Regions from separate parts of the Mus musculus genome. Here all the other regions are linked to region 2. The links are chromatin contacts, called in public HiChIP or PLAC-seq, Micro-C and promoter capture Hi-C maps. All regions are on one chromosome and are shown on one strand. The core of a region is the stretch at or near the end of the contact, and the rest is flanking DNA. Distances in the headings are between cores, read along the strand shown.

The links. Promoter capture Hi-C pulls out the DNA fragments that hold promoters and counts their contacts. A called contact is a pair of places that touch in the nucleus more often than the background predicts. HiChIP or PLAC-seq counts read pairs in DNA pulled down with a chosen protein or histone mark.
Region 1: a contact with region 2 is called in a promoter capture Hi-C map of the HPC-7 cell line, with 8 times the contacts expected there. The contact joins the enhancer-like site here to the promoter of Itprip in region 2. A contact is called at or near these places in 10 of 39 promoter capture datasets (the 3T3-L1 cell line, 3T3-L1-derived adipocytes, the HPC-7 cell line and 6 more), 1 of 15 datasets of contacts at CTCF or cohesin (the NIH/3T3 cell line), 21 of 484 Hi-C or Micro-C datasets (the AML12 cell line, the Ba/F3 cell line, the C2C12 cell line and 11 more), 5 of 115 datasets of contacts at active chromatin or transcription factors (DN3 thymocytes, the HPC-7 cell line, bone marrow-derived dendritic cells and 2 more) and 3 of 9 other capture datasets (adipose tissue, embryonic stem cells and liver).
Region 3: an H3K4me3 HiChIP or PLAC-seq map of bone marrow-derived macrophages shows a contact between it and region 2, with 3 times the contacts expected there. The contact joins the enhancer-like site here to the promoter of Itprip in region 2. A contact is called at or near these places in 5 of 39 promoter capture datasets (the 3T3-L1 cell line, the C10 cell line, hippocampal neurons and 1 more), 1 of 484 Hi-C or Micro-C datasets (CD4 T cells), 3 of 115 datasets of contacts at active chromatin or transcription factors (bone marrow-derived macrophages, memory CD8 T cells and pancreatic cancer cells) and 1 of 9 other capture datasets (liver).
Region 4: a contact with region 2 is called in a Micro-C map of embryonic stem cells, with 2.1 times the contacts expected there. The contact joins the promoter of Sorcs3 here to the promoter of Itprip in region 2. A contact is called at or near these places in 2 of 39 promoter capture datasets (embryonic stem cells and liver), 1 of 484 Hi-C or Micro-C datasets (embryonic stem cells) and 1 of 115 datasets of contacts at active chromatin or transcription factors (embryonic stem cells).

What each region holds. Positions count from the first base shown.
Region 1 is chr19:47,657,464-47,660,646 of GRCm38.p6, forward strand. Col17a1 (collagen, type XVII, alpha 1) reads right to left here. Exons shown (of 54, transcript NM_001290825.1): 32 at 2,528-2,554; 33 at 1,762-1,797; 34 at 1-35. Among named protein-coding and RNA genes, the nearest start is that of Col17a1, 33 kb to the right of the region's middle. Within about 2 kb of position 1,603, at least 94 of the 459 cell types and tissues checked have an H3K27ac peak or open chromatin away from gene starts, as enhancers often do. A contact at or near this core is called in 3T3-L1-derived adipocytes, the AML12 cell line, the Ba/F3 cell line and 11 more, where this site is marked.
Region 2 is chr19:47,918,056-47,921,513 of GRCm38.p6, forward strand. Itprip (inositol 1,4,5-triphosphate receptor interacting protein) reads right to left here and starts at 1,268. Exons shown (of 2, transcript NM_001362458.1): 1 at 1,069-1,268.
Region 3 is chr19:47,439,205-47,442,800 of GRCm38.p6, forward strand. All of the region lies in intron 1 of Sh3pxd2a (SH3 and PX domains 2A), which reads right to left. Among named protein-coding and RNA genes, the nearest start is that of Gm36885, 13 kb to the left of the region's middle. Within about 2 kb of position 2,242, at least 98 of the 459 cell types and tissues checked have an H3K27ac peak or open chromatin away from gene starts, as enhancers often do. A contact at or near this core is called in bone marrow-derived macrophages and memory CD8 T cells, where this site is marked.
Region 4 is chr19:48,204,517-48,207,889 of GRCm38.p6, forward strand. Sorcs3 (sortilin-related VPS10 domain containing receptor 3) reads left to right here and starts at 1,509. Exons shown (of 27, transcript NM_025696.3): 1 at 1,509-2,281. The coding sequence starts at 1,664.

The sequences.
Region 1 (3,183 bases), core at 353-2,852, 260 kb before region 2:
TGAAGTCATGACTCTGCCGGGAGCGCCGGGTTCGCCTGGGGAGGACAAAGGGAGTGGGCAAGAGGATTAACCAGTGGCTTGATGAATCATTTTCAGAGCCTCTGGTTGCACCGAGGGCCACCTGTGGTCCTCTTGCCCTCAAGCTAATGGGATTGTAGTAATGAAGGGAGCCTATGCTACACTGAGTGTTTATCTCTCAACTTAGACCCAGGGCCAGAGCTTTGGTCGTCTCTCAGAGAAGGGGTCTCCTGGGAGGCTGTGGAGGAATGTGCCCTTCCACGAGGCCAGAATGGGGGCCAACCTGAGTCTCGTTCTCAGCCCCGCCCCATCTTTTCTTCCTGTAATGGCCATAGTCGGAGAAATTATCTGAAGATCAAAGGATAAATAAAAGTCACGATCCCATGGGTGAATTCCCTGTGTACCGTTGGTCTTGAGGGACAAGAAAGGATGTGTGAGTGAAGGGCTTCCAGCAAGAGGATGCAGGACTCATGGGTCTCTGTACATATCCACCACTCCAGCACCTCTTGACTAACAATCCATGGCTGGATGGGCTTGGGGCTGGCAAAGGACTAGAGAGGGCATGAATTCTGGAGCTGGGAGCCAGGCTCGCTGAGAGAGCCTGCCTGGCACACTTCAGCTTTACTCCTAGAACTAACCAGAGACGCTCCTTTGACCAAAGCCCTTCCCTGGACGCTAAGGTGTGTGAACAATGATGGTAAGCCCCACAGGGAAGGGTGGCTTTGGTTTCCTCTCAGGGAGAGCAAAAGGGTGCGCTTTGCTCACGTTCCCCCAGCCAGGGCTCAAGGCCAAGGCAGGAGACTGCTCGGAGAGAGTACACTCTAACAATCGACAACCTGCGTCTGAAGTGCAGCTCCTTCAGGAGAGCCTGCAGCCCCCAAGGAATACTCTATGGTCTCCCCTAACCCTATGAGGCCTTACGGAAGCCACCAGAGGTCCACTGGCCTGGGAAGTAGGAACTCGGCTGCCATATTTTACAGCTGTGCTCATTTATCCGCAAAGATCTTTGTGGCTCAGCCGCTCATTAGAAATAATAGTTTTTCAAACCTTTTCTTTCTAGGGTCCCACTTGGGGATGTTTGTGATGAAGAGTGCCAAGGCTCAGGAAAGTGAGGACACAGGACGGAAAAGAGTGTGTGTGACCCTGAGCACCCAGCATTCCTAGGTTTGCCCAGGGCTGGGGTCTGATGGGCAGGACTGAACTAGAGTGTTACTCTGAGCCTGTGTGGCATTGCATTGCCCCAGCCAGACACCCTATAGTCCTTTGACTTGTCCCCTGGTGGGGTTAAGGCACCTCTTCCTTCCTATAGACACCTCTTTCTGCGTCTCTGCTGTCCTCAGTCACACCTGGGACAGGGTGGGGGAATCAGGGTGGCTCTGGTCTCAGTAGACCTTGGCGTCAGGAGTATTTTAGAGGCATTTAAAAGTCAAATAGGCTTAGAAAGCTTGGGAGCAAGCAAGCTTCCTTTCCTATCTTCCTGCCACAAGGACCTGGGGACATGAAAATAAGCCTCAGGGTTCAGCCTGGAACAAGTGGGCCTGAGGACTCAGGCCTCGGCACTCCCTCCTCTCAGCCTTCCTTTGGAACCACTAGATGCCACTGTTGGTCCAGGCTCTGGTCAGAGCAGACCTTCCTGCCTGTCAACCCCTCCCGGCTGTAAAAATGGCTGGTGAGAAGAAAAAGAAAAAGAAAAAGAAAAAGAAAAAGAAAAAGAAAAAAAGCTCCTTGGGAGAAATCACATACCTTTAGTCCCTGGTCGGCCAGGGCTACCAGGAAGTCCTGATGTGATTAAACACAAGTCAGTCAGGATGATTAAGGCCCCGCAGCTCTGGATGTCTGCCCTCCCTCTCTCCCCTCTGGCAGTAACCAGCCAGCACTCTGCCACTCAGTGTGGCCACACGGGCTGCCTGACAGAAGCAGCAGGATCCACTCAGGCCCTGCCTGAAGTCACCTGGAGTGGGCACAGAGCTCTCCCCCAGAAGCCTGTCTGTCTGTCTGTCTGTGAGACATGGAGGCCCAGCAGGGTTGGGTTGAGGTAGACAGAGGCTCTGGAGGATCCCTGTCACTCTGGGTTACAAGGCTGTCACTGTCCCTCTCCCTGTTGACTGCTGTGTCCAGAGTTAGCAGCACGTGTTGGCCTTTGCAGAGCTTGGTATGACTCTCTTTGTCTGACTAGAGAGAGTGAGGGGCTGGATGTGCGTGCATGGTAGAGATTTCTTAAGAGAATTCCTAGCCAGCAGTATCCTTCCTGAGTGTTCCTGCACCAGAGACAGAGCACGGAGCAAACCGGATCTGGCATCACTGATATCAGAATGTCACCTACATGGTCTGTGCAGGGTTCACCCCCCACCACCCTTATGGTCCTTATTAGCACTCACTGTGACAGAACCCGAGTCTGTTTTACTGGAGATGGGAAAGGGAAGGACAGGCTTGTGTAACTAGAGAGACACTGGCTATAGCGCCTGTCCTGTCCTGGCAGGAGATGGCATCCGGGGACTGCATGACTCACCCTGAGGTCCCTGGGGTCCTGTGAGACCTGCAGAAAAGAAGACATAGGACCAAGAGTTGAAGGGTTAAGGACTGCTCCAAGGAGCCACAACACAACATAACATAACACAACACTACACAACACAACACAACACAACACAACCTTGCCCCCAGAGCCGGTGGGCGTGGCAGTGAAGGGCTCAGAGGTTAGGGCCCAGAGTCCTCCATCTCTGGGCAGAGAGCCATTCTGTGAGCTTTGTTGTGAAATGAACAGATGTTCCATTGCACACACACACCCACATATACACATGAGGTCAAATGCTGCCATCGCTCCTCCATTACACTGCACCTAGCTCCAGCCAAGGAGTCGGGGTTCCTGGGTGAATGGACACCGTATCTGGTTTTGACTTACTCTTCCCACAGACCTAAGAATCCTGCTCTTGTTTGGCCCTCGGTGGAGATGCTAGCAAGGCCTCTCCTCTCTGGTCGATAGGTACTGGTGAAGGCCTGGGTACAGCCCCAGGAGAGGAGACAGGCAAGACACTGAACTTGAGTTCAAGTCTACAGTATTAAGAGCACTCATGCCCTTCAACTCCTTGCTTATTTTCATCTGCTACTTCTTCTTTTCAAAATGTCAACTTGTGGTTAGAGTTCTGCCTTGAGCTGCTTGCTGAGGGT
Region 2 (3,458 bases), core at 18-2,517:
TCCTCAGGGATCCAGGCAGAAAGTGAATATAACCACCACGTGGTTACCCACAAGTGGAAAAATCTGAAGGCAGAATGCCTGGGGCAGCAGACATTCACACGGAATCAGCAAATAACGAAGGCCACTTAGGCATACCAGGCTGGCAGGCAGGCAGGAGGCGAATGACAGCGGCCTCTGTCACCCTTCTCACCGCTGACCTGGACGAGTGGCCACACAAAGCTGTGTTGGGTTCAGCTGGTAGCCTCTCCCAAAACAGAGCTAGTTTGTAAAAGAGAAGAAATCCGAAAGGCAACAGAAAACCACCCGACATTGGCTTACATGGTACCAGTATCTGGCCTCTTCTGTTTTGGCAAGAATGACCAGTCTCATACTAGGTAGAGGGGCAAAAGGCTAAATGTAGTTCTTCCCTGGTTCTGTCACTATTTTCCCATTTTGTACGGGGAATCGGGGTTAGGAACTTCTGAGTCTCTTCACCTGTCAGCCAGAATGAGGGAGGCTCAGAGTGGGCCTTGAGAATGGGGCATAGACTACACAGCCCAAGAGAAAAACGTGCAGGGTCTACTTCACTAGGAGTCTTGAAAGAGGAAGTGGCAGGGGCTTCATCCGGCCTGAAGCAACCTCCTTGCGTCAAGACAAGCTATGAAGAAACTAACGTCATTCCCGTTCCTTTCTCCCAGGACTGAGACTCGGCTACCCAACACGGTTTAAGAGATGGAAGGTCCCGGCTCTAGGCACAAACCCGTGGCACGGCTAGGGGCTCCGAAGCAGAAGCCGCCTGCCTCTCAGATTGCTGAAGGCACTGGGGGCTCCGTGGCGCAGACGAGGGCAGAGAGACCCCAGTGCATCACACCCGGAGAGTGATGAGGGAGATAATGCCCACTTCCTGGGCGTGCATTAAAAGAGTTCCCGGGGTCGGTCCCGGCCAGGGTTCCCGCAGACGTCCCTCAGAGCTCCTGGTCACGATCTCCCACGCACATCTACGGGGATCCTCCGTCCCCTGAGCGCCCTTCATCCCACACACTCAGCTTGTGGGGGCAGCAAAGCCTCATAGTCGAACCCCGCACTTACGTTCGGCCGCGGCCGCCGCAGGGATACCGAGTGGGCCTCGCTCCAAGCGCGGGTCGTGGTCCCGGGTCTGCAGGCTGCCGGGGATCCAGGGATGCGGGCGACTAGACCAAGGCGGCTCCCGCCTCCTGGACTCCTCCCGCCCAGCTTTACTGGGCAACAGAGTTACTCATTTCCGCGTTGTCACGGAAACTTTTTGCTCCTTATAAGAACAAAACACCCGCCTTTACTGGCGCCGGGCGGAGGTCCTTAAGGACGACCGTGACGGTTGCCGGTAAGGGACTCTGGACCCGCCTCGGAGACCATCCTCTGGGTCTCTCGGATGCTCCAGAGAGGGCAGCGAAATTAGAGAGCCACCTGACGAGAAGGATCTGGCTGCCGGAGAGGAATAAAGAGGGAGACAAGGGACCCGGGAAGGACGTCCTTAAAATCAGGTCTAGGCTGCAGGATGTAAAGGGTTAAGGTGCTGTTAGTCAGCTCGCATTTCTGTGGCGCGTTTTACAACCGGTGGAATTCCTGGGGCCACCTATTTTGTCCCTCGAGGAAAATATAAAACGAGACACAAGGCGAACCACTGTCCCTCTTGCATTGTGACTGGATTAAAACAGTTTGCTAAATTTTTTGGTTAATGTACGCATTGTCTCTTGGCGGGAGAAAGGCACAAAGGAGGAAGATGACCGGAGGCTGTTAGGGGGCGCTCTGTTTTCCAGTTGTCAATGTAGTATTGCTTTTAGAGCAGGAAGCGCTGGAACAGAGCACAGTAGAACTCATACTTTAAACAAAACTTTAATAGTATATCAACAATCTTCCCTTTGTGAAGTAGCACATTCCTACAACTGGTGGGAGGGGCTGGAAAGGGCTGGAATAAATTTTCAGTTCGTTTCGGGAGCTCCTAGGAGAAGCTGAGGAAATAACACTGTCTAGAGATGATCACTTTACTACTGGCATTGGTCTCGGGAGCACCTCGGGAGCATCTTGGGAGCACCTCGCTTTCCTCCTCCATCCAGCCCAAATGACACTCTCCTGAACGCTTTAGGCTGAGTTTGCGGGATAAACAGACAATGAGAGAATGTCCTAAAAATAGACCCTGGCCCTTGGCCCAGGGTACTTCTAAGTCTTTGGCTGCCTGCTGCTCACACCCCTTTCCTGATTGGGGGTGGTGGGGGATTCTTATCGCAGAGTTTGGGGGCCAGGGAAGGGTAAGGAACCTTGGGGAACATTCTCAAAAGAGCTGTGTATTTCTAAAATGTCTCCATGTTCAATGGACAGGACACCCAGAACAGGTGGGGGAAGTGTGTGTGTGTTGCTTGTGTTATGTGTGGAATGTCAAGGTTAGTGCTTTCAATGCACTCTGGGGTTGTCGTCCGCCAGCAAAATCTACTTCAGCGTTTTCTAACAAGCTGCATACTCTTATTAATATAAGGATCATTTGTTACATTCCTTTGTCGTTTGAACCTGATTATCTTACCCCAGAGCTTTTAATGTTCTCTTGTCCACTCTCGGGACTAGTTTGGTCTATAATCCTAACCTGCCATATAAGCCCTTCATGACTGGCCTCTTTTCATGTGCCCAAGCTTATATCTCACTCATGTGCCACACTGAATTTTATACACACACACACACACACACACACACACACACATTCATGCACCTACACATGTACACACACAACACAGACACATAAATACATACATGCACACACACATACATGCACACACATGCATACACACAAATACACATATACACATGTATACATATGTGCAATATACATACATAAACACACATACACCACACACATATACACACAAACAAACATATACCACATAACACACACACATTATTTGTTCCTAATTATGTGTTTAGTCTCCAGGTCTCAGAGAAGGCAATCCCTCCCAGAATCCTTGCCTGACACCCCAGGGAAGGGAAGGGATGGCTGAAGCCTATCAAGTCTCAAATTCTAGAAAGACAGAAATTTAGACTTAAGACGTTTGTCCAAAGCCAGAATGCTGGGAAGGCGCTTTAAGTAATGCAGTGTTGGAAAAACCCTCCCCCCATTGGCATTGGATAAGGAAGTGTGTGCTTTGCCTGGGGTCCGGACTAATAAAAAGCAGTGGTATATATCTGTAACCCCTGGAGGTCCAAGATAGATAATCAGAGATAGATTATCAAGATAGATAATCAAGATAGATAGATAATCATGAGTTCAAAGCCATCCTGGATCACACAGGGAGGATACACAACAAGACCTTGTTTCAAAATAAAACAAAGACAAACCAACAAAAAGATTGTCTATGTGCTGGCTAATTTTATGTCAACTGTCTGACTAGCAAATTAGAGTCATCTGAGAGGAAGGAACTTCACCTGAAAAAATGTCTCCATAAGATCCAGATGCA
Region 3 (3,596 bases), core at 992-3,491, 480 kb before region 2:
ATGCAGGTGGAGATCAGAGGGCAACTCTGTGAAGCCGGGTCTCTCCTTCCACATTTATGTAGGTTCTGGGGATCAAACTCAGGTCACCGGGTTTGCTCAGTGAGGGCCTTTCTCTGTTGTGCCACTTTGATGGCTCTTGAATGAAGATGAGGTGAGAAAATGCCCACAAGGCATTTACCAGTGTGCCTCGCCCATAAGAAACACAGTGGTAGCTCCTTTGAGTTTTTTCCTGGTAACTGTCTGCTAGGCAGGTAGCTGTAGTAACGGACCGAGGTGTGGCCTCCACCATCCCAGTCGATACAAGTGGGAGATCTGGACAGACCTTCACCCATACACTGACCATACACAGTTGAGAGCAGCCAATCACGGGGTATTTCATGAGACTTCCAGAAGGGACAGAAACCACCTTAATGGCTCCTTGCTCTGACTCTCTCTGTAGGGGGCTGCTCTGAATCACTAAGCTCCCGTATCAACACACAGGCCCAGGGGTGCTTACCCTCTCCAGCAGAAGATGCTGAACTTCCAAAAGGGTTCAAAGCTTGCCCAAGGTCACATGACTAGAACAGCCAGCTGGGATTATAATCCTAGTGAGACTGTCCTTTCCCACCTTGTGGCAAAACTTGACGGAGTCACTGCATCTTAGAGAATTGGTGGTATCTCAAGTGAGAGGGAGGTGGGGAGCCCACGGACAGATGTGCTGAGCTGAGGGAAAGAACAGGTGGTGGGCGGGGCCACCCCTCAGTGGGGACAGTTAGGTCAAGCCAGGCATCTTGGGACCCACACCCCAAGTCCCGCCCTAGAGTGCTCCCTCAGGCTGGGCCCTGTGCTCCCTCAGGCTGGGCACTAGCATCTTGTGACCACTCCCTGCATCTAGAAGGAAGCACATGGCCTTACAGAGCTATTCTGGAAGCTTGATGCCCCATGGCAAGCGTCCTACATGGCACTCACTCCCTGGTGACCTCTTTCTATTGACTCTTCAAGACCAGCTGCCTCCTTTCATGGAAACCTCCAGAAGATAGAGAAGTGGCCAGTCAGAAGAGATACAGACGTGGTGTTTGTTCTGTCAGTGGCTTTGGGGCTTGGTAGGGGAGAAAGCAGAACTGGGGCGTGACTGACAAGTGTGCCCGGGTCCTAATGTCCTCTGCCTTTGAGATTTTCTGTGTCTGGGGAAAGACCTCCTAGAGGAAGGCTATAATAGGTCAGAGCCTCCGCTCCAGGCAACTCATCCCCAGCTCAGAGGCTGGACAAGGGACTGAGAGAAAGAGACCTGGACTCAGGAGCTAAGGTTTATACTCAGCTCCATCCCCACAAGGTCTGTGACTGTGGTCTGTGGTGAGCAAGCATGGAGCAAGTCTGGGCACAGCCTTGTATAGACGACAACTGTCCACGCATCTCGTTCTTGCATCTAGGCCCCAACACTGCTGTACTCCGTAACAAGAGTCGACTCTCTACAGAGGGATCCAGGGACCAGGTGTTTCAAGTGCATGGGCCCATGAGACACAAGAACATTCTCATAGGAGAAAGGTTTTTCCTGCATGGGTCCAGAGTCAGTAAGGAAGTCACAAGTAAGGCCATCCGTTCGTCTCTGGGTATGTGACCATTAGTTCAGTCTTTGGGTCTATCTGATCCTCCCTTCCTCCGGCTCCTGTAGGGACCCCCTGATATGTCCTCTTCCTGGCCCAGGGATGCCTCTGGTGGCCCGTCTCGGAGCTTCCCTATCCAGCCGCTCATCTCGGCAAATGCTGCATGTGAGGGTGGGACTCGGTTGGGGTGGGGGTTGAAAGCAATGCTCACCTGTGCAAATGGGCTCAGGCAGAACAGACACGGTCTCCCCCTCATCTTTCTCCACCTTGAACTCCAGTGACAGCATCTCAGAAATGCAAGTTCTAGGGCTACAGCCCCAGGACCTGAAAGTCACTCACAGGGCTGAGTTCGTTCCTTTCTAATGAACAAGTGACCCAGCCCCTGGCTCCTCCCACTTCTGTGTCTGCAGCCCCTGCTGTACTTGGGCTCCTGACTTCATGCAACTTTTAGGATTATTACCCAAACAAGGTGAGAGAGCAGCTGTTGGGTTGTGGTGGAGGGGACGGGGATTGTTATTTGATGGACAGTGTCAGACTTGCAAGGCACAAGAATAACATGGGTTTTCTACTCTATGATGCTACTGTAAACGGGGCTGTTTCCTGCATTTCTTCCTCCTGCCCATTCCACTCCAACCTTCCTCAAGTTAGTTTTGAAAGCTAAGCCTGGTACCTCTTAGAGTGCTCTCTCTCCTGTCTCCCCGTGTCACTGATAAACGTGAACAGGGCAACATGAGAAGCCCATCTTGGTCATCATCAAACATTCAGAGTCCGAGATACAGCCCCGGGGCACATCCCAGAATATGGCGACAGTAAAGGGAAACCGAGTCACCTCTTCCCTTTCTCTCTCCCACTGGCCTTTGCCAGGTGTCCCCTCCCCCGAACACCTGCCACTGCCATGTACAGTTAGTATAGACAGCAGCTTCTACTCCTGCTCAGAGATCACTTCCTTCCTTCTGCCCAGTTCCTGCTCAGCTCACCACACACTTCCTTCAGAGATGATCTGACTCAGGCTGGTCCACCCAGTCAGCCTGGGGCCTCCCTCTTCTCTGGAGAGCGACCGCTCTGGCTCACCCAGGTTTCTACAGCATCTGAAACGGTGTCTGGCACACAGTAGGTGCTGCATAAATGCTTGCTGGGTGAAAGACAGGAGGGATCAGATGAGCTATTGACCGTGATGTGCTTTCAAAGGTCAGCAAGGAGGCTGGAGCTCGGAAGGGTTGGTGGGCCAGTGGAAGAGCACTCTCAGCTTCGAGCGTACAGAAGCAGTGAACAGAGAAATGGTCCAGGGCTAAATCTAGTTCTTCCCACACCAGGATATCCCACGGCTGATGCGTCATCCTGACAGGGTCATACCCATCACCATGACCACATCTAATCAGTTAGCCAAGGAGCCAGCACAGAGGATGAGTGATGTCACCTCCGCAGAGCCACGAAGGCCTGGTCTTCAATGCCAAGGCATCAGTTGGGGGACTGAGTCCCTGTGTTCGGGAGAGTGATGAAGACTGGTCCCATCCTGATAGTTCCGGCTGTTCCCCAGCCCTCTTCCCTTCCCCCAGCCTGAAGGATTGGCTATTTCCAACCCCTTCTCCACACCCCTCAGGGCCTCCCCTCCCCGACCACTCTGGTAAAACAATCTGTCATGGTCTCACACCAAGAGAATGTGTCTTGGCACTGGAAAGGCCCAGCAAAGGCCCAGCTCCACCACCCCTGAGCTGTATAGCGCAGAGAGAGCTACATCATCTCCTAGTCTTCATCCTACATTTATAAAACAAATCTCACGTGAGCGCTGCGAGAATTCAAGGGAGTTCTGCACCTAAGATGCAGAGCTTACAGCTGGTACCCAGCACGCTCGACACATGGCCACGCCCACCAGCCCCTCTCCAGAGTGCTCTTAAAATCTGTAGTAACCAATTCTACTGGACCTAGTGAATCATTTGTTCCTGGGAAGTGGTCCTCTCTTTACAACTAAGACTGAGGCTTAAGAAGTCAGGGTGTGGGGCTAGAGAGATGGCT
Region 4 (3,373 bases), core at 259-2,758, 290 kb after region 2:
CCTCCAACCACAATTCCTCTTCCATCGCCAGCTTTCACCTTCTACAAAGAATCTCTTCTAATTCCTAAGGGGAAGGAACAACTTGGAGGCTATGTTCCTCGTTTAGCCTTGGCACTCCCCCCTCCCCCATCCTTTTCCGGTGTTTCCTGGAGGCCACCTGTCCTAAAGGTTGTAAGCCACGTCTCCAGCCAGCCCTCAAGCTTAGCACCCCTCTCTCCACCTCACCAAAGTCTCTGTCTTCCTGAGGTCTGGAAGAGTCCCAGTCGCATCAGGCGCGCATACCCTCCTGCCACGGGGGACAGGGGACCTGATAAATGCTTGCTGCTTTGGGCAGGGGACCTTCCAAATAGTGGCAGACACTTTGAAACAAGTGGCCCTGCTCAAAAGCGCGTCTGGGGGTCAGAAGGGCAAGACCTAGCAGTCCCTGGCAGGAAAACAGGACCTGGATCTACTACTGTCCTCCCACATCTAGTGTAGGGTCCCCAGAATATCAGCCTTTGCTTTGCCCGGCGGCTTTCAGGCTCGCTTTCCAGACCTCCAGGCGGCTTAATCTGATGACGCCCACAGGTGCTGGAGGACCGTGCCTCATGAAGAGGGGTGCTACCCTTGTTCTCCACATTGCCTCTGACCACTCACAGGCTTCTGGATGTGCAAACAGCCTATGCGTGATTCTCGAGCACCCACGGCCGGAGCGCACCTCGCACTCCGCCCCGCCCCGCCCCGCCGCTCTCACTCACACAAGCCAGTGTAAACGCGCACGCAGGGAGCCGCGCGCCCCCGCACACCCAGCAACACCCCCCCCCCCCAGCTCAACCAGGTACCGACCCCCCAGGCGCCCTCCCTCCAGCCCTGGAACACCCTGGTCTCCCTCTCTCCCTCTCTCGCCTGCGCGCACGCACGCGCACGCACGCACTCCCCGCGCCCCCGCACCGGGAGGGGGCGCAGGCCTCCGGGGGCGGGGAGCCCAGAGCAGAGTCGTGGGTCCATCCCGCGCTTGGCTTCAGAGCGGTAGCTCCCGCCTGGCCCTGGTCTCCAGATCGAGAACAGTTGGCAGTGGAGATAATTTACTCCTCCTTCTCCTCCCGGAGACCCTATACTTCCCGCACGCCGTCTCCCGCTCCCAAGAACAGACCGAAGAGTGAATCCCCAAACGCAGCCAGGAGCGGCTTCCCAACTCCGCGCCCGAAGCTGGCTGGCTGGTGGTTGGATTTCCGAAAGACTCCGGATAAGGGTCTGCTGTGAGCCCCCCCCCCCCCTCCTCCAAGATCCAGCTAGCGTTGCCCATTTTAAGAGGATTTCCCTATTCCCTCTGAACACTCCTTTTCACAAATTTTTTAAAAGAGGTCGGTGGAAAAGATTGGGAGGGGGGGCATTTTAACAACAGCATCAAACCGGCCAGAGCATCGAGAGAGCATTTAATAAACTGCCTTTGGGTTTTGGAATCACCCTCTGGACCTGGGAGCAAGCGATCCAGAGGGGAAGAGTGTAAGGGACAGGCGAACCACCTCCTTCCCGGCCGCCCCCTCCTCATTCCCCTGACACACTCGCTAGCTTGCTTGCCGGCGCGCGCATCCCTCCAGCACCCCCCACCCCCCCTCCATCGGACCCGCACCTCGGCGGGCGCCACACACTCGGCAGCCCGAGCCGTGGTAGCCGCAGCGGGATGGAGGCGGCAGGCACTGAGCGCCCCGCAGGCTGGCCCGGGGCACCCCTCGCCCGGACTGGGCTGCTGCTCTTGTCAACATGGGTCCTGGCCGGCGCCGAGATCACTTGGGGCGCGACAGGAGGTCCGGGGCGCCTGGTGTCCCCGGCTTCACGACCACCAGTGTTGCCTCCTCTCTTGCCACGGGCAGCGGAGAACCGGTGGCCTGAGGAGCTGGCATCTGCACGGAGAGCCGCTGCACCGAGACGCCGGTCCAGGCTAGAGCCACTATCCCAGGCGAGCCGCGGGGAGATACGGACTGAAGCTGCGGGAATGTCGCCTGAAGGCGCTAGGTGGGTCCCGGGCATTCCATCTCCTAGCCAGGCGGGCAGTGCGAGGAGGACTCGCCGGGCGCAGCCCCCAAGCCCCCTGGAGCGCGGGGACTCTTGGGCTACTGCTCTCGCAGATGGTGCCAAAGGAAGCCGTCCTCACACCAAGGGTTCGCGAGAGGAGGTGAGGGCGACGCGGACTGGAGGAGCGTCCACTGAGGAGCTCCGGCTGCCCAGCACGTCTTTTGCACTGACCGGGGACTCGGCTCATAACCAAGCCATGGTGCACTGGTCGGGACACAACAGCAGTGTGAGTACCCATCTGGCACAGATCGCTAGTCTCCTGACAGCCGAGGGTAACGGTAATGGGAGGCGGGGGGTGGTGGGGGGGGGGGTGAGGAGAGGGGCGAGGGACAGATAGTTTCTCAGGGTCCAGAAGGAGAATCAGAATCCCCGGACTTTTAGAGAGGGGTTTGTCCTGCCCACTTCACGCCCCCAACAGGTTAGCCGAGTTTTGTTATAAGATGGCGTGTGCATCTGTTTACTGAAGACCCCAGTACTGAGGCTGTCTGGAGGGCTAAGAGGAAAGTGTGTCTTAAAAGCTGTCTGGGTGAGGAATCTGGTCACTCTCTCCCGCATCCAGGTCGGAGAGTGACTTTTTCTTTTCTGGGGAAAGGATGGATGCTTGAATTCGTGAGTGTAAACATGGGCTGATGTGGAGAAATCTCTAGACAAATTCCCGAGACTGGAGGAGCTCCCTTTTAGCCCTGGGGTCATGTGAAGGGAACCAGGGAGCTAGGGAGACTGAGGCCACAGGGACAGCAGAACACTTGTTCATTTTGGGGTCGCTGCTCAGCACATGACGTTCTAGCCAGGCTGGGAGCCGGGCTGCATCATCCAAGCTGGAAGGCTTTCCTAGTGGGGGCAGGCAGGGAAAAAAGTTTAAGGCGTGAAGCGAATTTCCACACCCTTTTCCTACTGCTTATCCTCGTGCTCCTGCTCGCTCTGCACGCACGAGTAGGGGAGCAGAAAACTCACTTTTGCCTCTGTGTCCTGCTTCACAAATGGCTCAGGGACTCTGGGATCAAAGTTGAGACCCTGCCCTTTCTGAGCACATCTCTTCCCCCTTTTCCCTTGCCATCTGGGCCCACAAGATTTTGTTGCATCAAGAGGTGGCACCTTCCTTACGCCAGCTCCAGAGCTTCAGGGCTCAGGAACGGGGTGCCCAGATGAATAGGGTCTAATTTGGGCAGCCGCGGGCAGAGCCTGGTTAACCGGCTCATTTCTCCTCAATACTCCCAGCAAGAACTGGCTCCTCCAAACCCCTTTCCTCCGATGATCGCTGTGCTATTTCACCTGGCCTTGCCAATCGTCCTTTTTTTTTTTCTTTTTCTTTCTGGTG